2 separate regions of the Zea mays genome follow, and region 2 is linked to region 1. A link is a contact called in public Hi-C data. All regions are on one chromosome and are shown on one strand. Each heading gives the region's core, a stretch centred on a gene start, on an enhancer-like site or on the middle of the called end of the contact. The rest is flanking DNA. Distances are from core to core; before and after follow the strand shown. Region 1 holds the start of LOC100274333. Region 2 holds the start of LOC103633148 (probable inactive poly [ADP-ribose] polymerase SRO3).

Region 1 (5,929 bases), core at 1,573-4,072:
CAAAAATAATTCAATACATGAAGTTTATACAGGTCAAATTGAGAATAGAAAAGGGGACATAACATGAGAACTAGAACACACCAAACAAAGAGCACTAACCAAAAACTTTTGACAAATTATAGGTGTCAATGCAGTAAAGTAACATAAAATACCATTATTACAGTTAACCTTAGCAAAAGAATCAAAGTCAAGCAAGAATACAGGACAATAAATAAGCCAAATATAGCAAAATAAGAAAAATATATAAGAATTACTGATATTACTTGGGCAAAGACGCAGCTTTTTGACGCATCCTCTGTATAAACCTCCCATTGTGAAAGCTCCTACCAGCAACATCAGAATGGAACTTCTCCAGGGGATAAGCAAGCTTTGTGTTCCTTCCATCTTTGAATAATGCGTAACCAAGCACGCGTTGGGCATCAATTTCTTCCACACAATCTGAATAGAACAAAAACTTGTATAATAACTTTAGAAATGACATGAAAATAGAATAAGATAACCGAAATTGGGATTTACCTTGGAGGCCCAGCTCAATTAATTTCAAGTAACCCCCAGGTTGCAACAGCTCGCCCACAATTCTGTCAGGTTCTGTCAGATCCCTCTCGATGACATGCACCCGACGGCCATCCTATATTCCCAACAAACAAAGTATATTAAAATAAATAGAGAGGAGAGATGAAACAATATAATACAATAGAGAGAATTATATCCAGATCCAGATGGAACTATGTTCTCACTCCAATAACTGCAAATATGCATTGGAAAAATAAATCATTTAGCATGCCATCAAGCAAAATTGGATTACTATTAAAGTTTGGATAGACTAGTATACTGCCCTATCGACAGTTGGGTATACAAGGTAAAATGTTGTTTAACATGGTCTCGGACATATGTAGACAGCTAAAATAGTTTTTTTCCAGAGTTTTCTTGCTCATAAGTCATAACTTGACAAAAGGATTAGTGCATAAAAAAACATAAAAGGGACACTTCATGCGGGTAAGGAGATTTATTGGTTGCTTGGTATCATACATGTAACCATTTCTAGTGTGATTATTATCTGCAAACAAATGGAAAATAGTCAATTCCAAGTAACAGGACGTGCCCACATTTTTGTTTTGATGATACATCGCTCTCAGAGTAGCTTGGAGTTATGTGAAGTTAAGTATTCAATTCATTAATGTTGAGAAAGAGCTGATCAGTACGGTGTTGAATCAACTGACAAGTGCCTACATGAAAAATTAGTAAGGTCCTCCCGCAATATTTTCTTCAAAGTAAATTTACACCTACAATATAGCACTATGGAAAACCTTAAGCATGCCTAGTCACTTTACTAGACAGAATTTGTTTTTAGTGTCCGTGGTCAAGAGAACTGATGTTTGAGGCTTAAACGTATGGTCTTCTCTCTCTCTCTCTCTCTCTCTCTCTCTCTCTCTCTCTCTCTCTCTCTCTCTCTCTCTTGTTCTCCATCCAAAAAGGTTGTGGCCAAGAATTGCAAGAATGCTTTGGTTGGAGAAGGGGAACATCTCCATTCACAGTTGAACGACAGCAAAATTTGGCAGCACCTAAATGCCATAAGCCACACAAATTCCACGTCCACAAAAGGAACAGTGACACCGAAAGAAACATCAGTTTCCACAGACGCAGTAAATATGCAAAATTCACCAACGTAGTTGCAACAAAATCACAGCTATATTCTGTTTTTGAATCTATATCTTTGAGGCTTATCAACAACTGTGGCCAGAACCATAGTAGAGAAAGGTAACTAACATCTAATGTCGTCAGAAAAAAATGGGTGTCTTTAATAAACTAATAACTACTCCCTCCGTCTCAGGATATAAGGCGTAACCACTTTTTATTTTTGTCCCACAATATAAGGCGTGCTCTCTATATGCATACGTATATCGATGCAGTGGTATAGAGACAATTAAATGCATTTCTTGGTCTTTGAACCAGAGGTGGTTACGCCTTATATAGTGGGACGGAGGGAGTAATAACTAACTAAAAGCATGCAAAACAGGACCGAAGATGTTCTTGGGTCTATACATCATGAATGAAGAAAGTTACGATCCCTGCTAGCAACTCGCGCCAATAAAAAAATAAACATCGCGTTCCCGTTCACAATAGAATACCACGAGCCCTTGTTCTTCACGCCAAGCAAGCAGAACGCAATATAAAATACGACACTGCCGATTTTTTCCAATCTAAAAACTCTCAGGTTTTAGCCACATAGTGGAACCATGCCAACGAAGGAACAACGAGGACGAGACAAGCGAAACCACCTTTCCGAGCGTGTATGCCAGCGCAGATCCAGCTACCCCGGCGCCGACGATGATGACGTCCGTCCCGCCATCGCTGACCGCGCAGCCTGCCTCTGGTGCGGGTTTCCCCTCCACCAGAGGCGCCTGGTGCCAGGGACGGCGGCGGCGGCGCATCACGGCCGCGACAAGGACCGTCACGATGAGCGTGGCCACGGCAACGCCAATGAGCGGGAACTCGACGCCAGCGGCGGCGGCCGTAGCAGCCATGCCGCAATGGGGCCACCTCGTGCAGCTCCCCGGGGCCTTCCGGTGCGCGGCGCGTTTGCTGCCTTGCGCGCGGGGCTTAATTTGGGGATGCGAGGGGGCAGACGGGAGAGGGAGGGACAGAGGAGGGCGGTTTGATGCGTCTGGGACTCTTCGAGATTCTTCCGCATTTTATGGAGGAGGAGGAGGAGGTCAGGAGGAGGAGGTTGAGGCCGCTCGCAACCATGTCCGCATAGCTGGCGGGCGGACTAACTTGGCTTAGCTGGATTTTCTGAATTTCTTCAGAATTGTATGCAGGTTTGGGTTTTTTTTCGGTTCCTGTTGTAACTCAATTTTCTTATGTAGGGTTGCAGTAATCAAAATGGCATTTTGACAGACCCGTTTCGTTCTATTAGTCCTAAAACTAAATTTAGTCTAAGGATTAAACTTTATTTCCTACTCTCTTTAGTTATAAAGACTAAATAGATTCTTATCACATTAAGGAGATGTTTAGTTTGTTGTCTAAGGCGCCACAACGTGTCTAACTTTTCTGCCTAATCTTAGGGCATGTTTGGTTCGCTTCCTAAATTGTTATAATTTGCCTAACTTTTCTGTTTAAGATTAGTTCTTTAATTCGGATGACCTTAGGCAAAGTATAGTAAAGTTAACCACGAAGCAAACATGCCTTTAGTTCTTCAATTTGAGGGACTAAGGTTAGACAGATTGTGACGTCTTAGGTAGGAAACCAAACAAGCTCTAAATAAAGTATACAAAGACTAAAATACCCCTTGTCTTGTTTGTTGTGCGTGGCGTTAATGGGAAAAGTGGGGGCAATAAGTGGAAAAAGCGCCATTTAGTCCTAAAAAAGGAAATAAAATTAGGGACTAAACTTTAGTCCCTCTGACCAAACAAGACCTAAGGGCTAATATTGTTTTCAAATTAGTTTGGTGAATGTGTGTTTTTTAGACTCGTTTATTTACTCTCCAGATTATAAAATCCAGCTTAAATAAGTTAAGGAACAACAAACAACACAGACTATTAGGTGGATTATATAATTTAGATACCTAAATTATAATATCTCATAAGCAGGTCATTCGGTGTTTATATATAATTCGTAAGCTAGATTATTTATATAATGATGAAAGGAAACAAATATGAAGTTAAGAGACAAACAAATAACACATATTATTGAGATGAATTATATAACCTAGGTACCTAGATTATGATAATACACATACAGATCATTAGGTGCTTATTTTAAATTATTCTTTTTTGGCTTTTTATCCACTTCTCTTGGAACTTGGTGAATATATACCCAGCAAATAAGATTACATAATCTGAATTATATAATCTATATAAAATAAGTTAGATTATATAATTCTAGAAGTAAACAATATGTCCCTAAGACATTTAATAATAATCATTGATTTGAATCATTAGGTGCGCGTGCTCTATATCTTTTTCTTTCTTCGTTTTTTTATTGATGACTCTTATCATCTTAAGTTTACGTAGTTGTTACCATTGGTTCTCCTTTCTTATGGCTTGTTTGAGACTTTCTGTCTTATCTCATGTCATTGTTATCTTTCTTCAAAGAAACTAAGGTGTTGTTTAGTTCATGAATTGTAACGTAAATGACAATGGTAATATTTCACGCTCGAGTGACGGCGGTAATAAATTTAAATAGACCAATATCAGTTTAGTATGATATTTGATTATAGTTGGACTGAAACAAACATGCTTTATTGTTATCTTTTTACCCATCACGTTATAATTATGTGAATCAAACAACTAGCATCTAAGAGAGATATGAAAGGATGTTGGATTACAATGAATGGTCGCGATTTAATATCTTATGACAATGATATATATGTTGAACATACTTTTCTATCACATTTTCTATTTTAAACTACACTCTATAAAGAGTATAGTCTCTAGTACAAGACAGCTATATATATACACATGGCATAGGTAAGGTACATGGGGGGACTACACAGCCGAATTTTTTGTATTTTAGCCCTTAAACAGAAGTAAATTTACGTTTAGACCTAAAAAAATTTTAAATGCAGTTTTGGACCCTTAGCTCGGCGCCATAGCCTGTGGCGCCGAGCTAACACAGCTCGGCGCCACAGCCTATGGCGCCGAGCTTCGTGACGTGGCTGTCCTGCGTGGCACCTAGCTCGGCGCCACAGATCTTGGCGCCGAGCTAGGAAAAAATCCGTAAACATCCCTTCTCTCTGCGTGTTTCTTGTGTTGTCTGCTCATTCGAAATCCCGCCGCCGCCGCCCGACGTCCACAGCTCACGCCGCCGCCGCTTGCCCCTTCTCCGGCGCCGCCTCGAGCTCTTCACGCCGGCCGCCCCAAGCTCCGCTGCCCGCCGCCGCGAGCTCCGCCCTATTCACGCCGCGGCGAGGTCCGCCCTCGAGCTCGGCCCGAGCTCCGTCCGAGCTCAGCCGGCCGCTCCGCCGGCCGCCCCGCCGCGCTCCGCCCGAGCTCCGACGACCACCGCCCGGAGTCCGGCCACCGCCCGCTGTCCGGCCACCAACCGCTCCGGCCCCGGTACCTCTCGCCCCCACTCCCCACCATTTTTTTTAATTTTTTAGTTTGTAAACTAGTAGTAATTAGTTAGGTATCCCCTTATTTATTGTTTAGTAATTAGTTAGATATTTTGTTGTTAGTGTTTATTAAAATAGTTAGCTAGTTTGTTGCGTAGTATATTGTTAGTGTTTAGTAAATTATTAGTGATTATATAGTTACCATTTTGTTTAGCGCATTGATATTACATGTTTTCTGTGTTGGCAACCATCGTGTTGTTGTTTATTCGCAGGTTCTATAAACATCACTTTACAGGGGAGGTGCTGCCAAATTTTTTACTGACAATTTGTTTTTTTGTACGTAGGTGTTCGTCCGACTTGACCTTCTCCACCGTTAGCTGGAGTCGTACGCGTTCTCAGGTATACATAGTTTTCGTACATTATTTATAGATTATGTAATTTCGTTTGATGTGTTTATTTAATATTTACTGTATAGTTATTAGTTAATATATATTTATTTAGTAGGCTTAAGTATGTAGCCATTATTGAGTTAGTAATCCATTTTTGCAATAGATGGACAGCCTAGTAACACTATACCATGGAGGAAGGGTGGAGATAGATGCTTATGGGAGTGTTACTTTTGATGGTATGAAGATCGTGACCATGTTGTTCGTTGAAAGACCAACTTTTGACCAGCTTTTGGCTCGAGCTTGTGAGGAGATTAGTTGCGACATAAACGACCCTAGAATATCAATTCAGGGTTTGTTGTCCCATATTACATATGGAACAGTTGTCCGACGGTTGATCTCCATTGCCTCAGAAGATGATTGGGTGATATATTTAAAAATTGTGAAGACGATGGTTCCACCATGTTTGGATGTGGTTGTTCAAAAGTTA
Region 2 (5,653 bases), core at 2,473-4,972, 290 kb before region 1:
GTAGAGTTTATTATTTACTTATTTATTAGTTCATGTGGACGGAGCAAGTAATTAAGCTATCTTCTCTAGATATAATTGTTATGGTGTTGGAATCACGTCTACATATCTATATGACCATGATTTTGTGGCCACTTAGTTTTCACTAGTTAGGACCTATTTGGATCCATCTGACGAACTATTTAATTTGTTGGCTAATTTTAGCATATTGGGCTTCAAATAAATTGGCTAGTTGTTGGAAGAGGGTTGACAAATTGTTGCTCATTAGCTCTATGATCTTACTAATAGGTACTAATATATCGTAAAAAGAGAAAAAAAGACAATCCCTACACTTGTTGGTTACGTTTCTTTATCTACTAGCTAATTGTTTGTGGGTAAAACAGACTGTTTACTATATTTTATACATATATTAGTCAAGATTCCAAACATACCTTGGCTAATTATTATCTACTGGCAAATAATTAGCCAAGAGATTCTATATAGGGCCTTAGATCATGTTCCAAATCTCTATAACTAATAGTTAATTAGTTAGTTAATAAGTTATTAGCTAGAATAGCTAGCTAGCTAATAGATTATTCTTACGAACTAATTGTTCTTACTACCCCTGGCTCCCTTCTATGCTTTAAGTCATATTTAGCAACATAACATGGTTACTTGTACGAATATTCTAGAAAATTGAAATGAATTCAAAATTTCAAATTACCTGGCTTACCTGTGCAGGCGTGCAGCGGTGGTGGCGACAGCTCCTTTGCTTGCGAGGATGAGTTCCAGAAAGAATGGGGTATATATGGTGGGTAGTGGGGGGTATTTTATACTTTAACCATCTATTAGATGAAATTAGCTGGCTTGAGATAGTGAACGAACGGTTAGTTGGGGTGTAGCTAATAATTAGTTGGCCTATTAGCTTATCCATTCTATACTCCCCTAGCTAATTTAAGTTGGTAATTGTTACTCCCCCGGTCCAAAAATATTGGTCGTTCTTATCTTTTATATGAGTCAACCGTTCTTAACTTTGATCAAATATACATAAGAAAGTGTTAGTATTTATAGTATATAATTAGTATCATTAGATAGATATTTAAATTAATTTTTTAGTAAAATTATTTGGAGATACCAATATAGCTAATATTTTTTTTATAAAACTAGTTAAACTTAAGAAAGTTTTAGCAACACGAATACCATGGCGACAAACATTTGTGGACGGAAGAAGTGGTTTTATAGAGGGTGTTTGGTTTGCCCCTGCTAAAATTTAGCCCCTATCACATCGAATGTTTGAACCTTCGTTCGGGTTATTAAATGTAGTCGGATTATAAAACTATTTTCTCAGCCGAAGATTAAAAAGTGAGACGAATCTAGTACAGTTGGTTGAGTCTATATTTCATACTTCTATTTGAAAGTCAAACGCTTGATGTGACACGGGCTAAACTTTAGTCCACAGAACCAAACACCCCCATAGTATTGGTGCAAGGGCATCATAGGCGTGCCATGATAATGAGGTATTGAGGTGTATATGCTTAATTAATAATAATCTTAAAATAATTCGCAAAAATACTATAATTAAATATACGGACTCAATCGTATTAATGGATGTAGGGTTAGCTTAGGCCCTAAGTTTGTGCCACGTCCGTCCGAGCTATACATGGGCCAGCAGGCTGCCACCAGTCTATGAAGGCCGGCGTGTGCGTCGTGCGCGCGTGGACTGGACGGTTGATCGAGAGTTCGAGACTGAGAGGATCGCGCGGTCGGTTTGCAGTGGACTTGTTGTTAAACAACTACCCTAGCTAGGTCGCCGACGGCCGACCTGGGATTTCATCCAGTTTCCGCCGTACAAAACTGAAGGGTGCTCCGCTGGTATATCCCCCTCCGCCCCGCCCCCTGATTTGTGCCTTGCGTAGTGTACGGTGTACCACGCGCGTTGACGCGCCAAGTTTTTGCTTCCTTTTCCTTTAATAAAAAAAAAATGAAGGGATCGAGTGTAGAAGCAAGCAGGGCTTGCGTCACGAGGTCTCCAAAATATCCCACGGCGAATGGATAGAACGAACCCGATAAGAATAGCAACAAATATGAAATATCTGCTTGCCGCGCCATGCAGCCTCCCGAGAGGCTGGAACACTGCACGCTAGCCGCGCCCGCGCAGGTAGGTGGTGGATCGTGGATGGAAATGGAACACGGGAGATGCACACCTTGCAGGGCTCGTTCCCAGGATTGGTCGCGGCCTCATCGCAATCAGCTACGGCCGGATCGAGTATGCAGCTCAGTTTTCCGTGGTACTACTCCTAGCACTCCCAACTTGCAGGTGGGCGAGGAAGAAAAAAGCAAGTTAATAATCGTTTTCATTGATGATAAGGCAGGCAGCCGGCAACAAGTTGATGACCATCGCTCACATGTGCTGGGCCACGATAACGAGGCATTAGTACAACTGGTACGCACGCGACCAGAAGCTCGCCGATGAAATAGCTTGACCACCACGGAGCAGAGCTAGCAAATTCGTATCCAAGTACTCCTACTCAGAGAGAGAGGGGCAACGCGAGGGCACAAGGTCAGCTTCTGCTCTACCAGGCACTGACCGCGGCGCGGCGGCGCCCCACGGAAGCCTCGTCACATGGATGTGCTTGCGTCTCAAGAAGCAGTCGCGCGGCGCGGAGAGCCTTCCGCGTCAAGGAAAAACTGCCCAGGCGCTCGTGGTGGCGTCTGGCTGCAGGGGATCCGGAGTGAAAGGAGCGCGCCGTTTCGTGCGACGAACCCAAACCCAAACCCAAACCTGACATGCAAGCAAACACGGCCGCAGGGCCGCTCAACTGATCAGTCTCAGGCCAGCCAGGGCAAATCCGGTACTGCCAGGTCATGTCACAGGCGGTTGGAGTACAACGCCCGGAATGTTTTCGTACGGATGGATATGTGACTATGTGAGTGCCTGGAAATCCAAATTATCTGAGCTTGTATTCACTGGAAATGCTAATATAGATATCCATTTAAACCATTTAAAACTTATTTTTACCACTAATTACTAATTACAAAATGATTTTAATATTGATACAAGAAAAATGATATACACCATTCAAAATATTTTTTAAAAAAATACCAAATAAATAATCATATCTTTATCTATATCTCTACTACTATAAGTATCAATTTTAATGGTCGTCCTCGCATGCATTTATTCGAAATCAACCGACAGTTCCACCGTCTTGCGTCACGTGCGAAGCCTGTCTTTTGCATGTGCAACCAACCATACAACCGCCTTGTACGCTGATATTTTATCGAATATATTATCACATATTAGCAAGATCAAATGACTAATGGATAAACAATTTGTTAACTCTCCCACTAACAATTATTCAACTTATTAGCAAGCCTGTTTGGAGTTCAAGATGATAAAACTAGCCGACAAATTATTTGCCGGATGGATCCAAACAAACCCTAAAACTAATTACAAAGGCAAGACAAATCTATTAAATCCAATTAGTCAATGATTTACCCGTATAATGCTATAATAAACATTAATTATAAATTAGTTAGATTTAATAAATCTGTCTCTATTTAATCTTCACAAATATAACTATTTTTTATAATTAAATTATATTTAATATTTGTAATTGATATCTAAACATTAGATACGGTACATACTAAAATTTAATCGAGAAAACCAAAGACCACCGGTAACATCCGTGTTCACATCATGCAAAACTGCTCCACACAGCAGATCTTCCGGCAAAACGGTTGCGAGGCTAAACTGGACATTTCTAGACTTCTCTACCAAGTCATATCTCATATCCCCCGAAACAGTCAGGGGCTGAGGGAGGCGCCGCCTGGGTGGAGTGGAGAGCTGGAGGCAGATCGAAATAAAGAGCACCTTCCGAACCGACGTCCTCGCCAACGTCGTCTCAAACGTGCCCCTCACGAGACCGTCCTCCAAAATCCTGAAACCTATATAATTCCCGCTCCATCACCGGCCGGACGCCTGATCCGAGCCCCTGAGTCCTGATAGTACACGACAGGCACCGCAGCAGACCGGCCGGACTCGGCGCCAAGCGCGATGGATTTGTCATCCGACGACGTGAAGGCGGCGAACATGCGGCCTGCGGTTGCTGCTGCCGACGGCACGTCGACGCTTCTGCGGGGTTGGCGGGAGTTCATGCGGAGCGGCGCGCCGGCGAGGTTCCTCTGTTATGAGGACGGCAAGTGGATCGGTATCACCGGAGAGGCGGTGCCGCAGCTGCGCCAGGCGTTCCAGGAGAGGAGGGCGATGGCCGATGCTTCGTACGGGGGCAAGGCGTACCTGTTCGACTTCCTCCGCATGATCAGGATCGACGAGGTCACCGGCGAGGAGACCGGGCTGGCGTGGATCGACGACCGCGGGGACTGCTTCTTCCCGGCGCCCGACTGCGGAGGGAGGAAGCGCAAGAGGGACGACGAGCCGGCGGAGGACGAGGCCGAGTCATCCTCGGGCGTGGACGTGCGCTCAGGGGAGAGACACGGCGTGGACGCCAAGAAGATGAAGGCATGGGAGAACGCGGCGGTGAGGCTCGAGGAGAACGACATGTACTACCAGGTCGTCAGCAAGCTATTCCTCAGCTATGGGATGGCGCAACGCGGCGCGGCGATCACGGAGGTGCGCAAGATCGCGCCCGGCGCGAGGACCGTGGCGTTCCGGGAACAGGGGCAGCGCCTCGCCTACGCGCGCTGCACAGCCACCGGCACCGCCAAGTTCGCATGGTACGGCGCCTCGGAGGACGACGTGGCCGCCGTCGTCGAGCGAGGATTCGTGAGGAACAACGCGCCAAGGCTGGGCGCGCGCAAGCACGGCGACGGCGTTCATCTTTCGCCGGCGCAGTGCCCTTACACGAGGTGAGTTCTGAGCTGGTTTTGGCATTCCGATTCAGATAAATCTGGACTTCGCAATTTTGATCGATCCCGAGCTGAGTTGTAGTATAATTTGCCTAGTTGCCAAGATTCCCATTTCTTTTACTTGCATATATATATATATGAAGCTGCATCGATTTTGCCGGGTGAATTTGTAAGAATCTTGCACATAGTTCCTCTTCTATCTAGCCCGCTGATTGGTAAATATATCAAACTAGAGCGAAGTTCATAGTCTTTTTGCCATATATTCCTGTTGTTTTTATTTGGGATTATAATCTGCTCAGATCTTAAACCCTAAACAAACATGCCCTAGATGTGTTTATTTCATAAGTTAGATTATGGTGAAAAAGTAAGAGAGTAAAATATTTGTTTATGACTACGAATAAAATAAAATAAGTTAGTATTTGATAGTTTATTTTAACTTATTTATGATACCAAAATAATATTTTACCCTTCTAAGAGCAACTCCAATAGTTATGTAAATTTTAGCTCTCTAAATCACAGATTTAAAAAGTTGCTAAATGGCTTTTGGAGTAAAAAAATGTGAGTTCTCCAATAGTTCTCTAAATATAGGTTGTAATTTTGTTTTGTATTTATCCACATAAAAAATAAGTCACAAAAACTATATAATGCAGTCAACATTTTTGTTTAGGGAGTTGTTAAATGATTGCCAAATGTAGAGAGAAAATGAGGTTAGATGACAAGTTGTTAAATTTAGAAAGTTCATTTAGAGAACTGTTGGATAATAGTTTTTATGTTAACTACCTAAATTATTAATTTAGGAAGTCTTTTA

Evidence for each region. Hi-C and Micro-C count contacts between places; a contact is called where the count stands out from the background.
Region 2: a contact with region 1 is called in a Hi-C map of bundle sheath, with 2.7 times the contacts expected there. The contact joins the promoter of LOC103633148 here to the promoter of LOC100274333 in region 1. A contact is called at or near these places in 6 of 25 Hi-C or Micro-C datasets (bundle sheath, ear, leaf and 2 more).

The regions. Positions count from the first base shown.
Region 1 is chr1:29,390,608-29,396,536 of Zm-B73-REFERENCE-NAM-5.0, reverse strand. It overlaps LOC100274333, which reads right to left and starts at 2,822. Exons shown (of 8, transcript NM_001148694.1): 1 at 2,280-2,822; 2 at 517-628; 3 at 264-438. The coding sequence starts at 2,525.
Region 2 is chr1:29,681,607-29,687,259 of Zm-B73-REFERENCE-NAM-5.0, reverse strand. It overlaps LOC103633148 (probable inactive poly [ADP-ribose] polymerase SRO3), which reads left to right and starts at 3,722. Exons shown (of 4, transcript XM_008654828.4): 1 at 3,722-4,845. The coding sequence starts at 4,034.